Linked DNA regions of Mus musculus: region 2 is linked to region 1. The links are chromatin contacts, called in public capture Hi-C maps. All regions are on one chromosome and are shown on one strand. Each heading gives the region's core, a stretch centred on a gene start, on an enhancer-like site or on the middle of the called end of the contact. The rest is flanking DNA. Distances are from core to core; before and after follow the strand shown. Region 1 holds the start of Tcea2 (transcription elongation factor A (SII), 2). Region 2 holds the start of Chrna4 (cholinergic receptor, nicotinic, alpha polypeptide 4).

Region 1 (4,802 bases), core at 670-3,169:
TCCACCACCTTCAGAAGGCTAGGGTAGAGGACAACACCACACTGGAGCGAACACCTGGGTGAATCTATGGTCTAGATGTTTGGTGGGGAGGTTCCACTGAAGATAAAGCTCTGAAAGTCAGCAAGGTGTATGGGGGTGGGGTGAGGTGGGGGAGAATCTGGGGTGGGAGGTGACTTTTCTGATCAAGGGCCAGAAGGTTCGATTTGGAGCTCTTGTAGGATCTGGGATCAGGACTTTTTGTTTCTGAAACATGTCTCTCATATACATATCTGAGGATAACCTTCAACTTCTGGCCTTCCTGTCTCTATCACCCAAGTGCTGAGTGAACAGGCACGTACCTGTGATGCCTGGTTTGTATGCAGTACGGTGGATTGAACCCAGGGCTTCCTACATGCTAAACAAAATACTATCAACTGCGCTTTCTAAAGTTGGAATTTTCTAAGGTTGCAATGTGGAAATATCTGGCTGGTGAGTACCAACCCCACAAGTAAGGACCCCTCAGGATTGAACACACCTTTGATCTGGCTTCTTGTGACATAGCTCCCCTGCTGGTGATCTACTGGATTTTCCTCAGGAAAGAGCCTGTTCTTGAGCAGATCTGTGGGTGGCTCCTGCCACCTACAGGCTGCTGTTGCTCATCATTGGGACCAGTCAGAGCTGGGACTACTCAGTAGGCAGTCCCTTGATGGGGTCAAGTCATCAGCCAAACACAGCATGGCTGAAGGTCCTGTGGTTCTCTTACTGCCTGTCTTGTGGTAGGGTCCTGAAAGCATTAATTCAGTACTCAAACACAGGGTTCCCTTTCCCAGAATTTTTGTTGTTGTTGTTGGGTTTAGCTTAGAGCAAGGGCCCAGCTCTCAGTAAAGGGCAGAATGAGAGGTGGTATGAAACTAGAGAGCTGGGTTCAGCCATCACTGCACCTCTGGAAAAGCTTTGTTGCCTTCAAGAAGTTCCATGCCTTTTTCTTATGGTAAAGATGTCATAACTGATTAAAACGGTCAGCTTAGGTCATTTGTGTATGTCATTTGCACTCTGGCCTCCTGGGTACAAAAAAATTCAGATTGACTTTTAGTACCAGCACACCTGCCACCATGTATAGGACAGAAGAAGAGCAGAGCACCATTCTCCCTTTCCTGGACGTGGTTAGGGTCTTCCTGAGGTAATGCCTCAGTAGCGGATTGCCTCAGTACCCTGCCCTGTTCTCAGTGTAAAATATGAATCGGAGGCTCCTGATCGCAGCCTCTGTCATTGTCACTTCACAGGTTGGGAGACTGAGACGTACAACAATGTGCAGAACTTGGGGTTTATACCGTTAGGTTGACTTCAGAACCTGAATAGTTCTCCCCACTCCCACCCCCCACCCCCGAGACAGGGTTTCTCTGTGTAACCCTGAATGTATTGGAACTAGCTCTGTAGACCAGGCTGACCTTGAACTCACAGGGATCTGCTTGACTCTCTATCTCTCGAGTGCAGGGATTAAAAAGGCATGAGCCTACATTGCTTGGCTAAAGCCTGAATTCTTGCGGAGAAACCGTTTCAGAGTCCCGGCCACCTGCGCAGCGCCAAGAAAGCCCCCAAACTCGGCTTGGTACCAAGTGAAGTGTGTGGAGTGAGCTGAGTGACTCTCGGAAGTGGAGGCGATCTAAGTGCACTAGTGAAGGCGCGACCGGCCGCCAGGGCAAGCTGCTCAGATGGGTTGAATTAAAGACCTGAGCGCAGTAGGGTTGTCCTTCTCCCTCCTCTAGGTCCTCCCTCCCCCTGGCATTCGGTGGGCACGTGGGGCCGTGGTCCGGCGGAGATACCTGCGGAACTACCTTTTCCAGCGGGCAATCAGGCCGCAGGCCGCAGGCCGCGCAGTCGTCTGGGAGTTGTGGTCCCGGGGGCGGGGACTCTTTTTTTTTTTTTTTTTTTTTAATTCTGTCGCACGCGGCCGCCAGGCGGAGGTTTGGACCGCGGATCTAGGCGGCGGCGGCGGCCGAGGTCAGGCCGGGCGGCGCAACCGGCACAACCCGCCGCCACCGAGGTAGTGATGGGCAAGGAGGAAGAGATTGCTCGTATCGCCCGGAGGCTGGACAAAATGGTGACCAGGAAGAACGCGGTGAGGGGCGCGGGCCGCCAGGACCCTGGGGCCCCGCTCCGCGGAGACCGTCTGAGCCTACCCTCGGGCAGAGTGATACCTAGCCCAGTCAGTCGAGACCCCTTGCCCAGGCCCGCCCTCCACCCTGTCCTGGGACTGCCGCTTCGCAATGGACGCCGCGTTGACCGAAAGCTACCCTCTGTTCGTCGCCCAGCGGTGGCCGCGGGCGTCCCTGGCCCAGCCGTTGTCTCCCCTGTCTGCCCCCCACCCTTCAGCACCAGGTTTCTCTTAATAAATTTTTCCCCTGCTTAGTCAGGCCTCAGGCAACAGCAAGTCGGTTTGGGCAGACAGTTGAGCCTGTGGCGTTGAGACCCCTGGCCAGTGTGGGCTTGGCAGTCCAGCCTGCCTTCCGACCATGGTCACCTGCGTAGCCTTTGAGGAGCATCCTTAGGGGATGATGGCACCTGCAATCTTGCCTTCCGTGGGTGGGAAGGGACTTAGGAGGTGGCTTTAAGACTGAGTGACTCTAGAGCATCCGCAGCACCGCTCTGAGGGCAGCCCAGATAGTGGCTGAGTCATGAGTCTGTACAGCCTCCCCAGGACTGTGCTTGAAGTAGAAGGCTGCAGGACAGCTTTTGGGGATGAGCAGGATTGCTCTAGGGGTTGGAGGGCTGGGGTCTAAAACAGGAAGTAGGTTAAGTGCCCACATAAGCCTTTACACTGGAAACAGAACCCACTTTGCAATCATCTGGGCTACAGAGGCCCTGCTGGAGCTTCTTTCCGGTAAGAGAAAGCACAAATGACAAACTTGGAACTAAGGGTGGCAGAGATAGGATGGGAATCCAAAGGGAGACCCAGTAAGGATGGAAGGCCACAGATAGGACTGTACAGTTGAGAAGGGAACCTGCAGAGGTTCCAGTAGTCCTTGAGAGAGGCTCCTTGGAACAGCTGATGGTTTATCTGGGTTTTCATTATGGGAGTGCAGGGCTATTGTGGATGCATGCCCCTGGCTCCAAGGATCAGGTCTTCTTAGCAAAGTCAGCCACCTCAGGGCTGATTGGTGTACAGCTTACTAACTTAGGGCCATGAAACAAGGCTGCAGCCTGAGCAGATAAGTCACACAGATTGAAGGGTCAGCCCCAGCCCCTACCACGGCTGGATGGGTTGGTTTTCTCTGCCTCTTTGTGGCATATAAAGACAAATGAGCTCATAGTGGAAACTTGGAGGACAGCAAACACAATAGTGTTGGGTGTTAGAAGAAAAGGCTGTCTCAGTTGTAGGAAGGAGGTGTTTGAATATAACCTGGAAGTGGTAAAGAGAAGAGCAGCCTTAAGCAGAGTGAGGTTTAAGGTAGGAACCAGAGGAGCCTGCCTACCCTTGAGGTTCAAAGAACAGAGCTTAGGCAGAGGAAGAAAATCAGGGTTTTCTGTTACAGTACCTAGGAGGAGGGTGGTGACCAGTCTGGAAAAGAGATAAAAAGTGAGACTATGGGATTTGTAGGTGCTGGCTTTAAGAAAAACTTCCCTTTGTATATTTAATTTTATTTATTTTACATTTGTTATCTCGGTGAGTGTGTAAGTATGAGGACAACCCCTGGAAATTGGTTATCTCCTCCCACCATTTGGGCTCTGGAGATTGAACTTAGGTTGTACAGCTTGTTGGCACCTTTATCTGCTGAGTCAACTCACCTGCCCACCCCTTTGATAGTGGGTATTGAACCCAGGGCCTTAACTTACCAAGTGAGAGCTTTATCACAGCTGTGTCTACACAGCCCTCTCTTTACTTTGTTTTAAGACAAGGTCTCATTAAGATGCCCATGCTAATCTTGAATTCACTCTGAAACTCAGGTAAGCTTTGAACTTTTGATCCTCTTGCCCCAGCCTCCTAAGTATCTCTGAGATGATAAGGCCTGTGTCACCAGGTTTGGTAGTTTTCAATTAGCAATAATTGTGCCTCTGATAAACCTTGTTGGCTATGGTGCTGTTACTTTGCAAATCTGTGGCTGGAGTAGAGATTCCTGAGAGTTTAGGTAGAGGCTTTTAAGGTAGGAACAGGAAGAGCCTGCCTACTCTGGAGGTGCAGCCTGCCTGTAGATGCTGGGGAAAAGCCAGGGCAGAGGAAGGCAGCCAGGGTTGTCTGTTACAGTACCCAGGAGTAGTGCTGCCCTGATGGGTAGGCGCTTTGAGGAGAGGCTGCTCTCCCACCACAGCACAGATGGACCAAGGTTAAAGAACCCGTGCTATACCCGTGAATGTCCTTCCGTGTTGAGCAGGAGTTGGGGCATTTATTTTCTCTAGTAGTTTGTTCAGTGTCCTCCTGTGGTTAGTTACCATGATGTCTGGAGATCACCGTAGATGCAGGATGAGAAACCCCCTGATCTTTGAGGAGAGCACTGTTGAGCTGTTTGCCTCTATTCCTGCCCTATGGCAGGAGCAGTAAAAAGCCCCTGTTGTGATGTAGGAACAGGTATGGAGTGCTCTGGGAATCTCAGGGTAGAGGAGTGGCTTCTTTCTGACATGTAAGTTGCCCCCTGGTGATGACAAAGAGGTAGGATTGTCCACTATGCCCCCTGACAAGTGTTTTCTGTGTAATCCTGGCCATTCTGGAACTCCTGGCCTCACTCTGTAGGCCAGGCTGGCCTTTAACTCAAGATTCACCAGCCTCTGCATCCTGAATCCTGGGGTTAAAGACATGCACCACCACTACCCAGCATCCACTAAGGTTT
Region 2 (5,255 bases), core at 2,360-4,859, 640 kb before region 1:
GGAAATCACCAGGGATTCAGTAGCCTTCTCCTCGGCTGACACTGGGGTGTGAATTCAAGCAAAGCATTTACTGGATGCAGACCTCAGAGAGGGCATCTGTAGCAGATATGGTAGCTCACAAAGGGACACAGGCAGGCTGGGACTGATAGGACACCTGGATCCCAACCCTTAGTGGAAGAAAGCAAAGCAGGCCAGACACAAGGTAGATCTTTCTACACAGATGTAGCCACAAACCTCCAATATGTACAGTGCCAACCTAGAACCAGCATTTCCAAGGTGCCTGGCAGTGTGGGGGGTGAAACTTTGGGACACCCTCAAACCAGATCCAGGAGCTATCTATATGCATGTGTGTGTATACGTGTTCATGTGTGGCCTTAGCTAGATCAGGGGCAGTGATTAGGCCTGGGAGCCAGGTCCCTCGCAGAAATCTTGATGCTGGGTGTACTTTGGGCCTCAGTGTCTCCCGAGGCAGAGAGCATGAGACTGAGCTTGACTGCCTTAGGCAGACCTGGTGGTGTTCTCCCCAGAACCTTGAGCTGCCACCAACAGTCTCCTCTGCCAGACACTACTTTGTAACTGTGTTTGCAAACCTCAGCAAGGTTGAGGGGCCTGTACTTCCTGCACTGTCCTTGATGTCCCCCAGCCAGAGCCACTGTAGGAACCACTTTGGGGGGCAAACACTGGACCCTTCTGAGAATGAAATCTTAATGTCTGGCTCTGAGTAGAGCCAACTAGCAAGGTCTCTGTGTTCAATCACATCAGCCTTGAAGCCCTGGGCTGCTGCTGACTCTGTCAAAGATAGCATAGTTGCTTTCAGCTCTTGTCAGGAAAGCACATGTAATGGCCGAGAATCACCCAAGATGTTCAGTGCCAGCCTTGAGCCAACACTTCCCCTTGTAGCAGGGTGTGGGGCAGGCTTTTAGGGCACTGAAGGCTCTGCAGGGACAGGTCTCTCTCCTCCAACCCAGGCTCTGTCCCTGAACCCAGCAAAACCCAGTATGGAGACCCCAAGGTTACTAAATCAGATGGCCTTTGACTACTCTCACTGGTAAGGTCATGTCTTCTCAGCATGACTCTACCAGCCAGGAGAGAACCCATGCTGAGGTCCAACAGGAACAGGGCAGAACCCTGGGTGGTACTGAAATACAGGTGTGAACTAACCCATGGCTGAATTCCTCTAAGGCTGGTCGAATCCGACATGGAGCAGCTGAGCCTGGCCAGGAAAGGCTGGGTCCTAACAAAGCAACTCAGCCTCACGTGAGACCAGCTTCCTACAGTATACTTCCCCGGGCCAGGACCATGTCTCCTGTGCTTCCTCCAGGATTTCTTGGAGGAAGTTCGCTGCCTAGCTCACACACGTCCTCCCAGAAGTCTTCCTAGACTTTCACTAGGGAAATGAACACATGCAGATAAGCAGGACCTGTCTGCAATTCACCCAAGCCCCGCTTTCCACACTGGTTGTACTTGGCGGCCTCTGGAATCTGATCTGAGATCATCGTGCCTGCCCCCCAGTGTACCACAGTGGCCACTCAAAGGATGCCACAACCAAAGTTTCCACAGCCTAGCTGCTGAGGAGGGAACTGGCCCTCCTATACCCACAGAAGCCTTTTCCTGGTCTTTACTCCAAAAGGTGTTCTGGTTACTTTAGGAAGCATGGCCACTAGCTTTCCTGTGAACAGGTCCAGAGCTACAGTGCTCACCTCCCTTCCCCGGTGCTGAGCACCTGCTGAGGCTCAGGATGACATTTTGCTGGCAACCTTGGTTGAACCCAGCCACATGGAGTCTCAGTGTGATAACTCCAGCAGGGTGACCCCATTGTCCTATGTAACACCAGGGCATCCCCATACCTACCACATCAATGAGCTGAGCAATCGACAAGCCAAAGCGGACAAGGACCACATCTGAGATATTGGCTACTGGCCGAGACCACTTGTTGTAGCCAGAGAAGAGTCTCTTCAGGAGCCGCTCCTCCGCATGGGCCCGGGTCTCTATGTGGCTGCTAGCTGTGGGGGAGGCAGAAAGTTTAAGGACAGGTGACCACAGAAGCTGCTGCTCTAGCCCCACACCAGACCCCATGCCATCACAGCCCTTCCTTCTGATTTCTCTTCCACCTCAGGCCCCTGGGCATGCTGCCTTGTCGTCGTCGTCCCCCCCCCCCCCCCGCACCTCCACTCCTCCCCTCAAGGAAGCCTTTCCAGGGCCCCAAGAATGAATGGATCAGGCCCTCCTGCACTCCACCAGGAAAACAAGACAACTGACATAGTGAACACTGAATTAATGGGGTAGAGCTCCCCTGCAGACAATCACTTTGGATGGAAGTGCCCTATCTCCAGTGACCGGCAGAGACAAAGGATGTAAAGGGACAGCAGGGGTTGGGGGGTGGGGCTGGGTGGCAGAAGGTGTATGGGGCAGCTAGGATGGGTGGTGGTGGTGAATGAAAGAGGACTGTGCACCACATCTCATGGCTGCAGGAGCTTGAGCCTCTGTCCACAGGAGTGGTCCTGCTGCCTGGGCTTCTAGGGTACAGCCTGACAATGAACGCAGAGCCTCGGGGCTGCCAGGACCTTGTGTTCATAGACGGATATAAGATTCCATGGATAAGCGCCACACTGCTTCATGAAGAGGGTGCCCCCTCATTCCACCAGCCAGCAGCCCATCTGTGTCCTCTCCATTGGCCCCCTACGTGGCTAGGGGGCCTCCCTACCTCCATTTGCTGGGTTGCTGCATCAAAAGAGGGGGTTGGGAAGAAAGAGGGGAGCCTCTGCTGTCTACTGGCTCTTGCTCACCTGAGAGACATGGGAACTCCTTAGGAGAGGACTCCTAGAGTCCCCCCCCCCCCAGCCTCCCCACCTCAACCTCATTCTTCCTGGTGTCTTGAACCGACCAGTAAGGCATAACCCCTCTGCTCAGTGGGAAGGCCAGGATTAAATAACTGCAGGAAGCCCCATCACGGGTTAGAGTGAAAGGTGTCCGCTCAGAGGAAGAGAGGTGGAGGAAGCCTGGGGGAGCAGAAAGGGTAGGGTGGAACTCCGGGGGGTGGTAGGGGTAGATCCCTGAAAACAGGGACAGACATGGGGGCGGTCTGAAGGCGAGATTTGGCTGGATGGAACCTCCCTCCTAGGTGGACTCCACCTCTATCCTACTTGGAGGTTCTGATTCCAGCTCCGAAATGCAGTCAGACCACCCCCCCCCCCGCCTTTACTCAAACCCCCTCTCCCAGCACTTGGAGGCTGATTCCTTCCTCTCTGGCTCAGCTAGCACTGCAGGACATCGAAGCTGTAGTGGGTGGAGGAGTCTCTGTGGCTATCCCGTTGCTCGCACCCGCGGCTTGGAACCGCAGCCCCGGGCCTCCTCTCCCCTAGCCCCGGAGTCCTAGGTGCCAGGACCCGGGAGAAAAAGGCCCGTTTCGCGTTTCGAAACTTACCAGGCAAGAGGCCGGTCCCTAAGAGCAGCAGGAGCGGCAGGAGCAGCAGCGGCGGCGGCGCCCCGGAGCCCCCGATCTCCATGGCTCACAGAACGGGCTCTAGACGAGGGCGGCTCCCGGCAGTACCGCGCCTCCGCTCCGAGACCCGCGCGCACCCAACTTCATGCCCCGTGTCGCGGCCGCTCGTCCCCAAACCGGGCTCCGCAGCTCGTCCCGCGGGGTGCGGCGGCGGGGCGGGAGCTCGAGGTTGTGGGCTCCGCGGCGCGGCCCCGCCCGGACCTGCAGCCTCCAGCCGCCGGCGAGAGGGGAGGAGGGGGAGGGACTGAAGGGAGGAGGGAGAGAGCGGGAGGAGGGGGCGGACCGGGCCCCGAGGGTATGTGGAGGCCGTGCTCTGCCCCTTGTGGGGGTAAAGTTTCCTTGTCCTCCTGAGGCTCCCGACATGCCGGGAGGGGCTGGGGACTCCGTGGTCATTCCAGTCATCTCGGCGCCTTTTGGAAATGAGCCCCTAACCCTGGTCTCCAGCCCTAACCCTGCCGGCAGCGTGAAGACTGCGGGTGCGCATTCAGGGACTGTGCGCGCGAGGAGGGCGCCCTGTTGGGCACTGGCTAACTCCATCACTTCACCCCTCCTTGGCGTGACTGTTTGCATTTTAGAAATAACAAGTCTCCTTCCTTAGCCCAACCCTGAGAGGAAAGAACCCACTCCCCATCAGCCTTCCGCCCTCCTCCTGCACCGCAAGTCCAAGAATCATCCTGTGACGCCCAGGCCCCGTGTCACCTTTTTAGTGAGAAGAACCTGGTATCCAGACCTTCGCAGGGCCAGCTAGGGACCAAGGTCCATCTTTGTCCTTTTTAAGCGTGCAGATTCTCTGCCCCTGCCTTCTCGGTAAACTGTCAGCATGAAAGCAGTTCCCTACCCCAGCTCTGTGGGCAGCGAGCTACTGGCCAGAGAGGAGAGGTGCTTGGAGACAAGCTGTAGGGTGCTAGGGATGGTCCTGAGGGATGCCACTAAGGAGAAGGTGCTCGAGTACTTTGGTTCCTAGAGTGCTTTGGTGGCACGCGGGGGGGCGGGGGGGAGGCTGGGGGGGAGGTGCGAGAGGGAGGGGGCATCTAAGCAGCAGGTGATGGAAGGAGAGACAACGGGTTCCCAAGAAGAAAGAAACCCTGTCCAACACCAAAAGCCAGATCCCAACCATGCCTTGTCCCAGAGACTCTGCCGTTGACTCCAAGCCCCAAGATGGAGACAATCCTGAAGTTGAAGGCAAGAAAGTGCTGTCCCTGTCCCTATAGCACATACCTCTCTGTTCCCAGACATGGTGGCTCTGAGGTTGACTGTCCCTTTGACCTTCCGTACCGACCCCCCAACCCCAACAGTACAGGGCTCCCATGCCTACCCTCCTCTTTCCCATCTCCCTACCTTGCTCCACCCCCCTCCTCTGTATGCCCCTCCAACAGTAGTGTACCTAGCTCTCTTGCCTGCTGGCCTACAGTGAATACATATGTCACATACCTGCTCTGGAACCTTCAGACTCCTCCAGGTCACAGGAGCCATCTGCCTACGCTCTGTAAGCAAAGCCTACAATAGGACTTCTCAAATACTCTCCTCCAGGGCAGATCACCTTCGCAGTGGCCATTGTTCTCCTCCTGTGCCCTCCTAGATGCTGGCCCAAACACTGAGGGTGTGTTGGTATGCCAGACTCCCACAGTACCCTCAAAGGCTAATTCTTTTACCTATGCCTTCCCAGGTGGGTGCAAGAAGATTTAAGCAACTTGCTCATGATCACACATTCAGTAGTGGGATCCTAAAACAGGCTATCGAGCTTTAGAGTAGG

What was found. Capture Hi-C pulls out chosen DNA fragments and counts their contacts.
Region 2: a contact with region 1 is called in a capture Hi-C map of embryonic stem cells, with 2.8 times the contacts expected there. The contact joins the promoter of Chrna4 here to the promoter of Tcea2 in region 1. A contact is called at or near these places in 4 of 39 promoter capture datasets (hematopoietic stem and progenitor cells, liver, pre-B cells and 1 more) and 1 of 9 other capture datasets (embryonic stem cells).

Annotation. Positions count from the first base shown.
Region 1 is chr2:181,678,378-181,683,179 of GRCm38.p6, forward strand. It overlaps Tcea2 (transcription elongation factor A (SII), 2), which reads left to right and starts at 1,920. Exons shown (of 10, transcript NM_009326.3): 1 at 1,920-2,098. The coding sequence starts at 2,030.
Region 2 is chr2:181,035,568-181,040,822 of GRCm38.p6, forward strand. It overlaps Chrna4 (cholinergic receptor, nicotinic, alpha polypeptide 4), which reads right to left and starts at 3,610. Exons shown (of 6, transcript NM_015730.5): 1 at 3,425-3,610; 2 at 1,852-2,003. The coding sequence starts at 3,506.